2 separate regions of the Mus musculus genome follow, and region 1 is linked to region 2. Evidence: chromatin contacts called from public Hi-C data. All regions are on one chromosome and are shown on one strand. The core of a region is the stretch at or near the end of the contact, and the rest is flanking DNA. Distances in the headings are between cores, read along the strand shown.

Evidence for each region. Hi-C and Micro-C count contacts between places; a contact is called where the count stands out from the background.
Region 1: a contact with region 2 is called in a Hi-C map of the G1E-ER4 cell line, with 6 times the contacts expected there. The contact joins two enhancer-like sites. A contact is called at or near these places in 2 of 39 promoter capture datasets (liver and pre-B cells), 2 of 15 datasets of contacts at CTCF or cohesin (CD8 T cells and the G1E-ER4 cell line), 7 of 484 Hi-C or Micro-C datasets (CD8 T cells, CD8 central memory T cells, the G1E-ER4 cell line and 2 more), 3 of 115 datasets of contacts at active chromatin or transcription factors (embryonic stem cells and memory CD8 T cells) and 3 of 9 other capture datasets (adipose tissue, liver and pancreatic islet).

What each region holds. Positions count from the first base shown.
Region 1 is chr13:95,959,443-95,964,512 of GRCm38.p6, reverse strand. It overlaps Sv2c (synaptic vesicle glycoprotein 2c), which reads left to right. Exons shown (of 13, transcript NM_029210.1): 13 at 3,050-5,070. The coding sequence ends at 3,233. Among named protein-coding and RNA genes, the nearest start is that of Gm24032, 65 kb to the right of the region's middle. Within about 2 kb of position 3,027, at least 126 of the 459 cell types and tissues checked have an H3K27ac peak or open chromatin away from gene starts, as enhancers often do. A contact at or near this core is called in the G1E-ER4 cell line, where this site is marked.
Region 2 is chr13:95,677,987-95,682,869 of GRCm38.p6, reverse strand. It overlaps Iqgap2 (IQ motif containing GTPase activating protein 2), which reads left to right. Exons shown (of 36, transcript NM_027711.1): 17 at 547-717. Gm33074 (a long non-coding RNA gene) reads right to left here. Exons shown (of 2, transcript XR_382776.3): 2 at 2,633-3,086. Among named protein-coding and RNA genes, the nearest start is that of Gm48745, 4.6 kb to the left of the region's middle. Within about 2 kb of position 3,234, at least 27 of the 459 cell types and tissues checked have an H3K27ac peak or open chromatin away from gene starts, as enhancers often do. A contact at or near this core is called in the G1E-ER4 cell line, where this site is marked.

The DNA of each region.
Region 1 (5,070 bases), core at 1,778-4,277, 280 kb before region 2:
TCGCAGTGCAGGAAGTGTCTCTGTATGAGCCGTGATGAGCAGTTGTCAAAGGAAACCCTACACGTACAGACTTCCAAATCAGTCTCAGACCGGTGTGTGCTAACCGCTTCAATCTGCACCACAGAAGATTCAATTTCCTCTGTGGGTTAAATGAAAACATAGCCTAAAAATGCTGTACACTTAATCTGCCTTCAATCCCCACTGACTCTCAGCAAGAGGCCAGAAAACAGCGAACTGACAGAGTGCCAGAAGGAAATTTACATACTCTCATGGCGGTAGATGTAAAATCATGGGAAAATTGACGTGTCCTGCCTGAAAGGACACAGAAAACCACCCAACACATGAATACTAAACAGATGAAGATTTTTATTTTCCAAAAACTATACATGGCCAGGCTGCGAGTGAAGCTCAGTGATAGGACAAAGCTTACTGTGTCTGAGGCTCTGGGTTCAATCCCCAGAGGGAGAAGAAACAGAAAAGAAGTGGGAAGAGGTGAGGAAGGGGAAGGAAGCAGATGACAAGAGACAGGAAGAGGTAGAACCTCACATGCCTGCAGGTCTTAGATGCTAATACAACAGACAGGATCTTTAGGCCGACAATATGATTCTCTGTAACTTAGATCTCACAGAGAATTCTGATAAGGAAATGATTGTGATTGTCTGTCTGTTTGTGTCTGTGTGTCTGTGTGTGCCTGTCTGTATGTGTGTCTGTGTGTGTCTTTGTGTGTCTGTGTGTGCCTGTCTGTATGAGTGTCTGTGTGTGCCTGTCTGTATGTGTGTCTGTGTATGTCTTTGTGTGTCTGTATCTGTGTGTCTGTGTGTGCCTGTCTGTATGTGTGTCTGTGTGTGCGCGCATCTGTGTGTGTCTGTGTATGTCTTTGTGTGTCTGTGTGTGTGTCTGTGTGTGGCATGTGGTGTATGTGCATGTGTTATGTTCAAGTGCACATATATGTGGAGGCTAGAGGAGAACACTGGGTGTCATCTTCCTTTATTGCTTCTCCTCTCTTCCTTCCTCCTTCCTTCTTTCCTTCCTTCCTTCCTTCCTTCCTTCCTTCCTTCCTTCCTTCCTTCCTTCCTTCCTTCCTTCCTTCCTCTCTTTCTTTCCACACAGGGTCTATCACTGAACCAGGAGCTCACCGGTTCAGCTAGACTGGCTGGTTCCCAGTATCTGCCTTCCTTTCTCTGCTCCCGCTCCCCCAGCCCCCTCTCCAACACTGGAGTTACAGGCATTCGAAGGAAGCCATGCTTTTGTTACATGCACTCTGAGGGTTTGAATCCAGGTCCTCCTGTCTTCACAGTCAGAACTGACAGGAACTGAGCCATCTCTCAGCCCATGGCGACACTACATTAGCTCACCATGAACTAACTTGCTCGTTCATTCCTAATGCTGAACACCACTAATCTGAAAGGCCACATGCTTGTGAGTTTCAGACTGTAAAGCACTTTGGACGGCAAGTTTCTGGATGAAAGTATTCAACTAGGAATGGCTGTGCACACACTCCAAATTCTAACCTGAAACAGCTAAGGTCCCACAGGTTCCAGATCAGGCGTGCTCAGGCTGCATTTGTTCTCCACCCACTAGCAAAAACATACTTGGTACCTAAGAGGAGGACACACCTCTTGAAAATTCAGTTGACTTTAATTGTTTAAAAATCAAGCACGGACTGGAGCGATGGCTCAGTGGTTAAGAGCACTGACTGTCCTTCCAGACAACCTGAGTTCAATGAATTCACAGCCATCTGTAAGGGGATCTGATGTCCTCTTCTGGTGTGTCTGAAGACAGCAATAGTGTATTCATATAAATAAAGAAATAAGTAAGTAAGTAAGTAAGTAAATAAATAAATAAATAAATGTTTTTAAAATTGAGCACATTATACTGACCTGGCAGCAAATACCCTATAATCATAGTTCTCAAGAAGCTGAGACAGGAGGATTGTAAGTTAAGTGCTAACTGATTCCTGCAAGGTCTCTGATCTCCACATACACACTAGATGAATAAATGAGTATAAAAATAAAATCTAGGAATATTCATTTAGATAACTAATAAGAGGAAAATGAAAATAAAATAATCCTAAAGAAACCCATTGCCAAATCACTATCAATAGGGTAAAGCATTGGAAGGGACCTGGGTGGGTCCGGGTGTGCTGTTAAGAGATCACCCTGTGCAACAAACCTAAAGCAAGAGGTTTGGGGGTGGGGTAGCAAAAACAGTCTCAGAGTGGGGACATGAGACAGACAGACTGAGAGACAGTTAAAACGAGAGGGACAAAATGAGAGAGAGAAAGAGAGAGAGAGGGAGAGAGAGAGAGAACACACACACACCGTGATGTTGACAGATGCCCTTTAAAGGGTCTGTGTTGCATAGCAACTCTTAGCGGTGGTGGGAACTCTTAGCTATGGTCGAAATGCACAGCACTGGATGCTGACGTAAGTAAACTACAGGTGCTGAGTCGCTGAGAAGCAGGCTGATAGTGTCTGACAGACGGCAGTTGTATTTTATACTGGAACAAAATTTGAATTTCCTTATTTCCTCTATTTAAGAGGTGTCACCAAGATTCTGGACACTTATAAAACAAATAACAAGTCACTTTTGTAAAGACTTGAGAGCCTGCTAGATCGCCCAGTCCCACTCCCTGGACAGAGGAGGTGGCCCAGCTTCTCCCAAGCTAAGCAGAGGCTAGCTGACTCCTACGGAAAGAGGCTTTAAGCCTGCTTTTATCCTGAGAGGACTTACACGGAGTGAAATTAACTTTTACTTAGTAGAACCATCCTTCCAACACATTGGACCAAGAAAGAGCTTTTTTTTCTTCTTCTGTACCAAAATAAGAGTCAGTAGAGTCGTACGTACGTCATCAGGAGACCGGCCGCAGCAGTGACAGCTGGCTTCTCTGCCTCCGCGTTTGCTAACAAGCATTTTAATTATCTGCTTCACTAACATACGGCACAAACCACGTAAAGACCATCAGGGTGACTGCGCAGAACGTGTAAGTTTAAAGCTGGACTCCCGAGCATCATTTTCTAAACCTTGACTGTGTTTCTGTCCCTTGCAGAGCAACGGGCTTCGGCTTCTTGAACGCCCTCTGTAAAGCGGCGGCCGTCCTGGGAAACTTAATCTTCGGCTCCTTGGTCAGCATCACCAAAGCCATCCCCATCCTGCTGGCTTCCACTGTGCTCGTGTGTGGAGGACTCGTGGGGCTGCGCCTGCCCGACACACGAACCCAGGTTCTGATGTGACGTGACAAAAGCCATTCCCTTCCTCCCACCGTGGGTCGGTCGTATTGCCTGACTCAAAGCTTCAGAGTTTTAATGTATAGAAAGGTGGCCAAGTATCAGAACACAAACTTTTGCTGTGATGTAACGTGTAGCTGCGTATTGTCTTACCCCGCCAGTGTGATTTGCAGGGTTTCCCGCCCCCCCTCCCCCCGTGCACTGTTAGCTTTTCCTAACTGTGATGTTCCTGCTTCTCAGTGCCCAGTGGAAGTGTTCCTAAAATGTCTCAGTTGACCAGGCTTCCCCAAGGACTACATTCACCAAGAATCTAAAAAGTCTGTGCTGGTGTAAGAAATAGACCCTGCTGGCGACGCTCTACTAACAGGAAGTTTAAATTGGCATAATTTTGTGCTGAGGAAAGGGATTTCTTTTTCTTCTTTTTTCTTTCTCTCTTTCTTTCTCTCTCTTTCTTTCTTTCTTTCTTTCTTTCTTTCTTTCTTTCTTTCTTTCTTTCTTTCTTTCTTTCTTTCTTTCTTTCTTTCTTTCTTTCTTTCTTTCTTTCTTTCTTTTTCTCATACCGAGTGATACTTCCTGTTTTCTTAGAAAAAAGACAGCCTGCCAGCCACTCTAGCTGTTACAGCAGGGGGTTTCAAGACAATTGTGTGACACCAAGCACTTCTGGGCGGGGCTCTTTTGGGCAGGATGATTAGGGTGGTTTTGTTAACAAGAAAAGTTTAAAGTCTATCCCCACTTGGCAACGAAACCCTACCTGAGCAGCACAAGGCAGATTTTTAGATAGAAATTGGAATTCACAACCAAAGCCATTTGGGAAACACAGACGGGAGCCTCTCTTGTACGGTCCCTTGCGGGTCAACACCACCCACCCTCCTTTGATCAACTGTCCACTGTTACATTTTTAGCCCAAATCTCCACATCAGGTCATGTCCCTCCAGTGTCCCCAGGCTGTGGGCTCCTAGCCTTGTCTCTGGACAGTTTTTGAGCCTGCCTGCTCTCCCCAGCAACCCTCCGGCAGGCAGGACAGCATTTCCTGGTGGGTGAATATCTGTTTTACCTCTGGAATCTTCCTGAGCATGGAAGGAGGGAGGGGTCAGCAGGACGTTCCCACGGGCCAGCTGTCAGCTAAAGGACCTTCGAGTCTCTTGCCCGGTGCCCCTCCCCCAGGCCCATCCTTTTACGCGTCTTTGAAATCTGAAGCCTCCTTGTAGATTTGCAGCCTGTGATAGCAACCATCGTAAGGCCTGTGTTTAAACAGCATTCTTTGTTTAACTGCCTCTGTCTTGTTGGAGGGGGAATCCTCTTTGCTTATTTTACGCTTTTCTTGCATGACCACAGCCCCGGGCCTTCCAGAAAAAAGGAAACTTCTGTTCCCAAGAATCTGTTCAGAGATGGCCCTGCTCCCTGGAGTCCCCTCTGCCTTGCCTCCCTTCCCCTCACATGTTCCCTGATCCCTCCTGGAGCTGAAATTCTGTGAAAAGCTCTTTGATTAACATAAACCATTAATCCACTGCCCCCATTAAGTAATGCAGGCGTGGTGGAGGGGGCAGCCTTGAGTTAAGATGGGAAGCTGCAGAGAGAAAGTGGTTCCCTGCAGATAACCTGAGTACTCAGAGCCTGGACATCCAGGCTATGAGAGCCAGAGCTGCAGAGCTGACCAGGGAATCTTCGAAGCATCATTGATTGATTTGAAAGACACCAATGAGGCAGGGCCAGAACAGAACTCGCTTCTGTTTCTCATCCCTGGGAAACAAATCTGTGTTTCAAAAACCTAAGGAGTATCTATTTTTTTTTCCATGCAGGCTCATTTCTCTCTCCTATTTGCACCATGGTTGTTTTCTTTTTG
Region 2 (4,883 bases), core at 1,985-4,484:
AGGCATGGGATAGCTGGTCTGGTCTTCGTCGTGGAAGTGATGGGAGAGACTAATCAACTTGAATAGTGTGTAGGAATAAACCTCTTGAACTGGATTTGAATGTGCTGGCTTGCTAAATAAAAACAGTTCCATGTCCTGGCACAGCCAAACCAAAAAGAACAAGGGGAAGACACTAGGACTTCATGGGTACTAGCACTTACCCCCTCCATTCCCCACTCCTGTGCCCCAAGAGCCTGAGAGAGTTGGAGGCAAGGCCCATTCTTATAGTAGTGAGCCTTGACCGTTGTACAGTTTGTGATTCAGGTCGGCATCACATGAGATCGTTCCCTACCTTTGTATACCACTGCCATCAAGATCAGAGGATTCAAAACTCTTAGAAAAAATGCTAAGCCAGCTCCGCCCTTGGCTGCTGTTAAATCTGTCTATAAGCCAGGCCTGAAAGAGCTGTCCCTTTCATTTCCTAAAAGCCATCGTTTCCAGAAGCTATTCTCTATGCTCCTTTCACCCGATGTGTGGAGAGTAACCTTAAGATGTCTCTCTCGCCAGGACATTGTGGAGGAGGTCACATCAGATTACATCCGGGAGAAGCTGTGGTCTGCTTCAGAAGACTTGCTTGTCCGCTTCGAGGCCACAACCTTGGGACCTGCCCTTAGGGAGGAATTTGAAGCTAGGAAAGCATTCTTATATGAACAAACAGAGAGCGTGGTCAAAATCCAGGTACGGGAATCGCCTACCACAGTTACGGAAAGTTGTCCTGTTGTTGGAAAATACTTGCTTGGAAGACAGCACCATCAACTACCAGCATTCTGATAGTGCCAGTGAGGGCTCCTCCCTGCCCTTTTTTTTTTTTTTTTTTTTTTGGAAACCTTTAAAATGGGGACTGCCTTAGTAATGATGTGTTTTAACTGTGGCCCCCAGAAGAGTATTAGGGCTTGCGCAGATCTACCTGCCGTCAGTATGGTTGGAACGGAATGGATACCTCAGATCGGGGTTGAAATTGTGCTTCTCCAAACAGCAGCTTCTCCACATGTCCATCTACTGCTGAACTTGGGATTTTAAGAGTTAGCGGATGGTCATTAATGTCTAGCTTCTTCTAGCCTGAGCCAACGGAAGAACAGCTGAGCTGGCGCACATTTAACCTCTCCAGGGGGTGGTCTTTGTGTAATGGACACTCTTTGTTTAGACCTAGGAGAAAAATCATCAGCACCCACTCTTTAAAGACTGTGAGAGAGACAACAACAAAAATGCATGAGCTGAGCTTTCCCACAGGAAGGGAAAGAACTCAGCAGAGTTAGATGTCTCTTCTGTGTTCGTGCTTTACCCTCGACCAGCCAGGATGCTAGCTTCCCCAGGTCTATGTGTGTGTCATTTTCTCCAGAGGCTAACACAAGCACGTCAATGATTGGCGGAGCTTGAAGGCCTTTGCTTTAGCTGGTATCTATCTGAAGTTTCCCAAACTGAAGGTGTTTTGGTAGTAGAGTTTCTCTTTCATAGCTATTGATGAACTTCTGTGCCTTGCCTTTATGTTATTTGGGATGGAGGATAACTTAGTGTTCTTGTATCTTTCATATATGTTGGAGTACTTTATTTGCTCAAAATGTCAGCAGGACTTAAATGGCTTTTTTTTTAAAAGAAATCTCTGTTGTAGACCTTACACTTAGCTTTTTCTATGTGAGCCAATGAGTTTCTAATGCAAAATCTTTCTAGCTTATCTGTTGAAAACATAGCCTAAAAATAGAATCATCTAAACCCCTAAAAGCTAACTCTAATTAGGTACAAAATCCAAAATATCAACCAATGTGATACAATTTGGACCAGCCCTGAGCTCTCCAGTCTTGATACAATGTTGCAATTGGGACTCTGCCTGAAGAGCTCACCCTTAGAGATTGATTGTCCTTTGTAGTGGAACCCAATGCGGAAGTTACCAGAGTGCTGTTTTAGGACTGAAATGATCAGGTGGGGCCTTGCTCCTCTACCTCAGCCGTAGTTTAGGATTGTCACTAAACTCAAAACTCCTCCATCTTGCCTTCTTTCCTTCCATCTGACGAATTTCCAACATCAATCCCATGATGTCTAACAGTGAGGTAATTACACTGATGCAGCCCAGAAGTGAATCCACTGACCCATAAAACCAAATGACCAGGAGGCAGAAAGCATCATGTTAACCTAATTTCTCAGCAAAGTTGCTAATAGATGTCTCATTAAAGAAATACTGGAAGGTTTCCACCTAGACAAAACAATTTACACTTTCTAGACAGGTGACTGACCCAGACATATAGTCTTAAAATTTTTGAAGGAGAATACAGAACCAAATCTTCTTGGCCCATGCCAGCCAGATCCAAGCTGTATTTGGAGTTCATCAGAAGGTGTCCAATCAACACCTTTGGAGGGAAGCCACTGTTCCCAGTGATGGCAGTTGGACCCACTGCCTTGTGTATGCTAGGCAACTACTCTACACTACGCCCCCAATAAATCACCCAGTCTTAGAACAATTAGAAGTCTCTAACAGAATTGTTTAGGGCTGAGTGTATGGCTCAGTGGTAGAGTGTTTACTAGCATTCCTGAAGTTCTGGGTCCGGTTCCCAACACCAAAAAAAAAAAAAAAAAAAAAAAAAAAGTAAGCCAGAAAAAATCATCATAAGCAAAGGAAATTTTATTTACATCAACTATATAGAAAATGAATATAATTTATAAAATGTAAGTGAAGTAAACATTGATATTTTTCAAGAAAAATTTATATTGTAATTCCCAAGGAATTTAATAATGAAGCAATGTGTGTGCGGCAGGGTGGGGCAAATGGATCAGTAACAACCATGGCAAGTAAAGGAAACTGTGACATCATCAAGTGTAAATGATTGAAAGTTCAGAGTGAAAGATAGACATTGACAAGTATTCAAACAGGCCTGAAGTTGGGAGGACATTTCGTCATGTAAAAATCCTGATGCCTGGCAGGACTGTGAGGCTTGAACTGCATAGTTCCCACTGAAGACATCCCCTGGTGTGCAGCTCTCAAGTGCTCAGTGTTTGGTCCCTGATGAGGTGGGAGACGTGACTCAGAGGGCACATGGTGGGGATCGCTGCTGTTTCTGTGGGAAGAGATAAAAAGAAAGAAAAATTATCCAACAGGACAAACATATAACTACAGTGGAAAGCTTTTCCCCTGACTAATGAAAACTGGGTTACATCTCTTAGGAAAGGCTGAGTGGGCTGGAGAGATAGCTTATCAGTTAAGAGCACTACTGCTCTTCCAGAGGACTCTGGTTGGATCCAGCATCCATGTCATATGGTTCACATCTGTCTATAACTATAGCTCCAGGAGACCCAACACCTTGTTTAGGCCTCTACAGATATTCGTACAGATGTGACACGCACAGAAGTAAAGCATAAATTTAAATCTCGGCCCTAGGAGTTACTTACTGAACTTTAAGGGAGGAAGGCCACAAGCATTCAAGCCAAAAGAAGAAATGGCTTGTGTGAAGCAACTTCAGAGCCTGAGGGATGCAAAGTAGGGGAGTCCCCTTAAGGGCATCCCTGGTGCTGACCTAATACACTTAGCCTTGTGCGTTTGCCAGACATTAGAAAGACGGGAAGGAATTGTTCAGTTTCCTAGCCCCCCTGTACAACAATGGCATTAGCATCATGATTAGAGTTTGGGGTACCCGTTATCAAGCGGGGCAGCTGGTTCAGCACCTCTGGTTTTCTGGAGATTAACATTGAAGATATATAAAGAAGAGGAGTAGTCACCAGTATTTCAACATCACACAGTAAATATATTTATAGCACCAGAAAACAGAATAAGGTGGCTACTGTAACTTTTCCTGCAAGTTCCCATAGCAGCTAAGAAAACAGTTTTACTATATAAAAAGCTGTTTCTAACTGGCTTTATGATTTAAACTTTTGTCTCCTTTTACATCATAACAGCTTCTTTGCTCCACTGTTAGACCCATGCTTGTTTATTGGAAGATCTTGCAGTTTATGAGCGTGGACAGAGGCAGACATACTGGATAGAAAACTTCAAAGCTGAGAGAGAGAAATGGAGAATTTTGACAAATTAAATCTAAAGCATATATAGCTTAAGGGTCCATAGTTTGCCAAAGAATGATACTCCAGACTCAAAATAGTTGGTAAACACAAAGAGTATTTTATTCTACAAAAGTCCAGCATGTTGGGGTCTCCCAATTACCAAAATAGACACAACCAAGTGAGCTCTCAGGCTGACTTAAAGCACATTTGGGGATTCTGGGGTAGGTGACCTTTGTCTTACTCCCATCTCTAGGGACATTAAATTACCAGGGTGTGGGGGCTGGAAACTGTTGCTGGGGAGGTCTGGAAACTGCTGCTGACCCATTGTCCTTGCCTCAGACCAGGTGGTGGGCAGCTTCTGAAGGCAGGACTTACCTGGACTTGCCTCATTCTTGGAAACAAGGATTTAGGCCTCATCTCCTGAACTAATCTGAAGCCTGTTGTGGAGTCAGCTTAGCCTTCTCGATAGTATTTCTGCTCCCGTAAAGATAAAATATCCACTAACTCAGTCACCTTTGTGTAGAAGGTAGCAATGAATATTTCTAACAGAAAGATTCTGAGGAGGTCTAGTGTGTGTATGTGTGTGTGTATTACATATACATTATATATATATTTTTTTTTCACATAATTGTACCTGCAAGACCCACCAAACGTATGAACTGTTGAGAGTTTTCTTGGCTTTTGACAGCCACACTCTTGTGGAGTCCCAGTGATTGGCGCAGTTGGAAACACTTCCCTGTCTCCATCACGTTGATGATCCATTTTTGTGAATACTTGCTGATGACATCCGACAGCAGTTTCTCCTCTCATCTCAGAAATGCCACCCTGCCGCAGTCCCATGGCAGCATTTCTAAATGGTC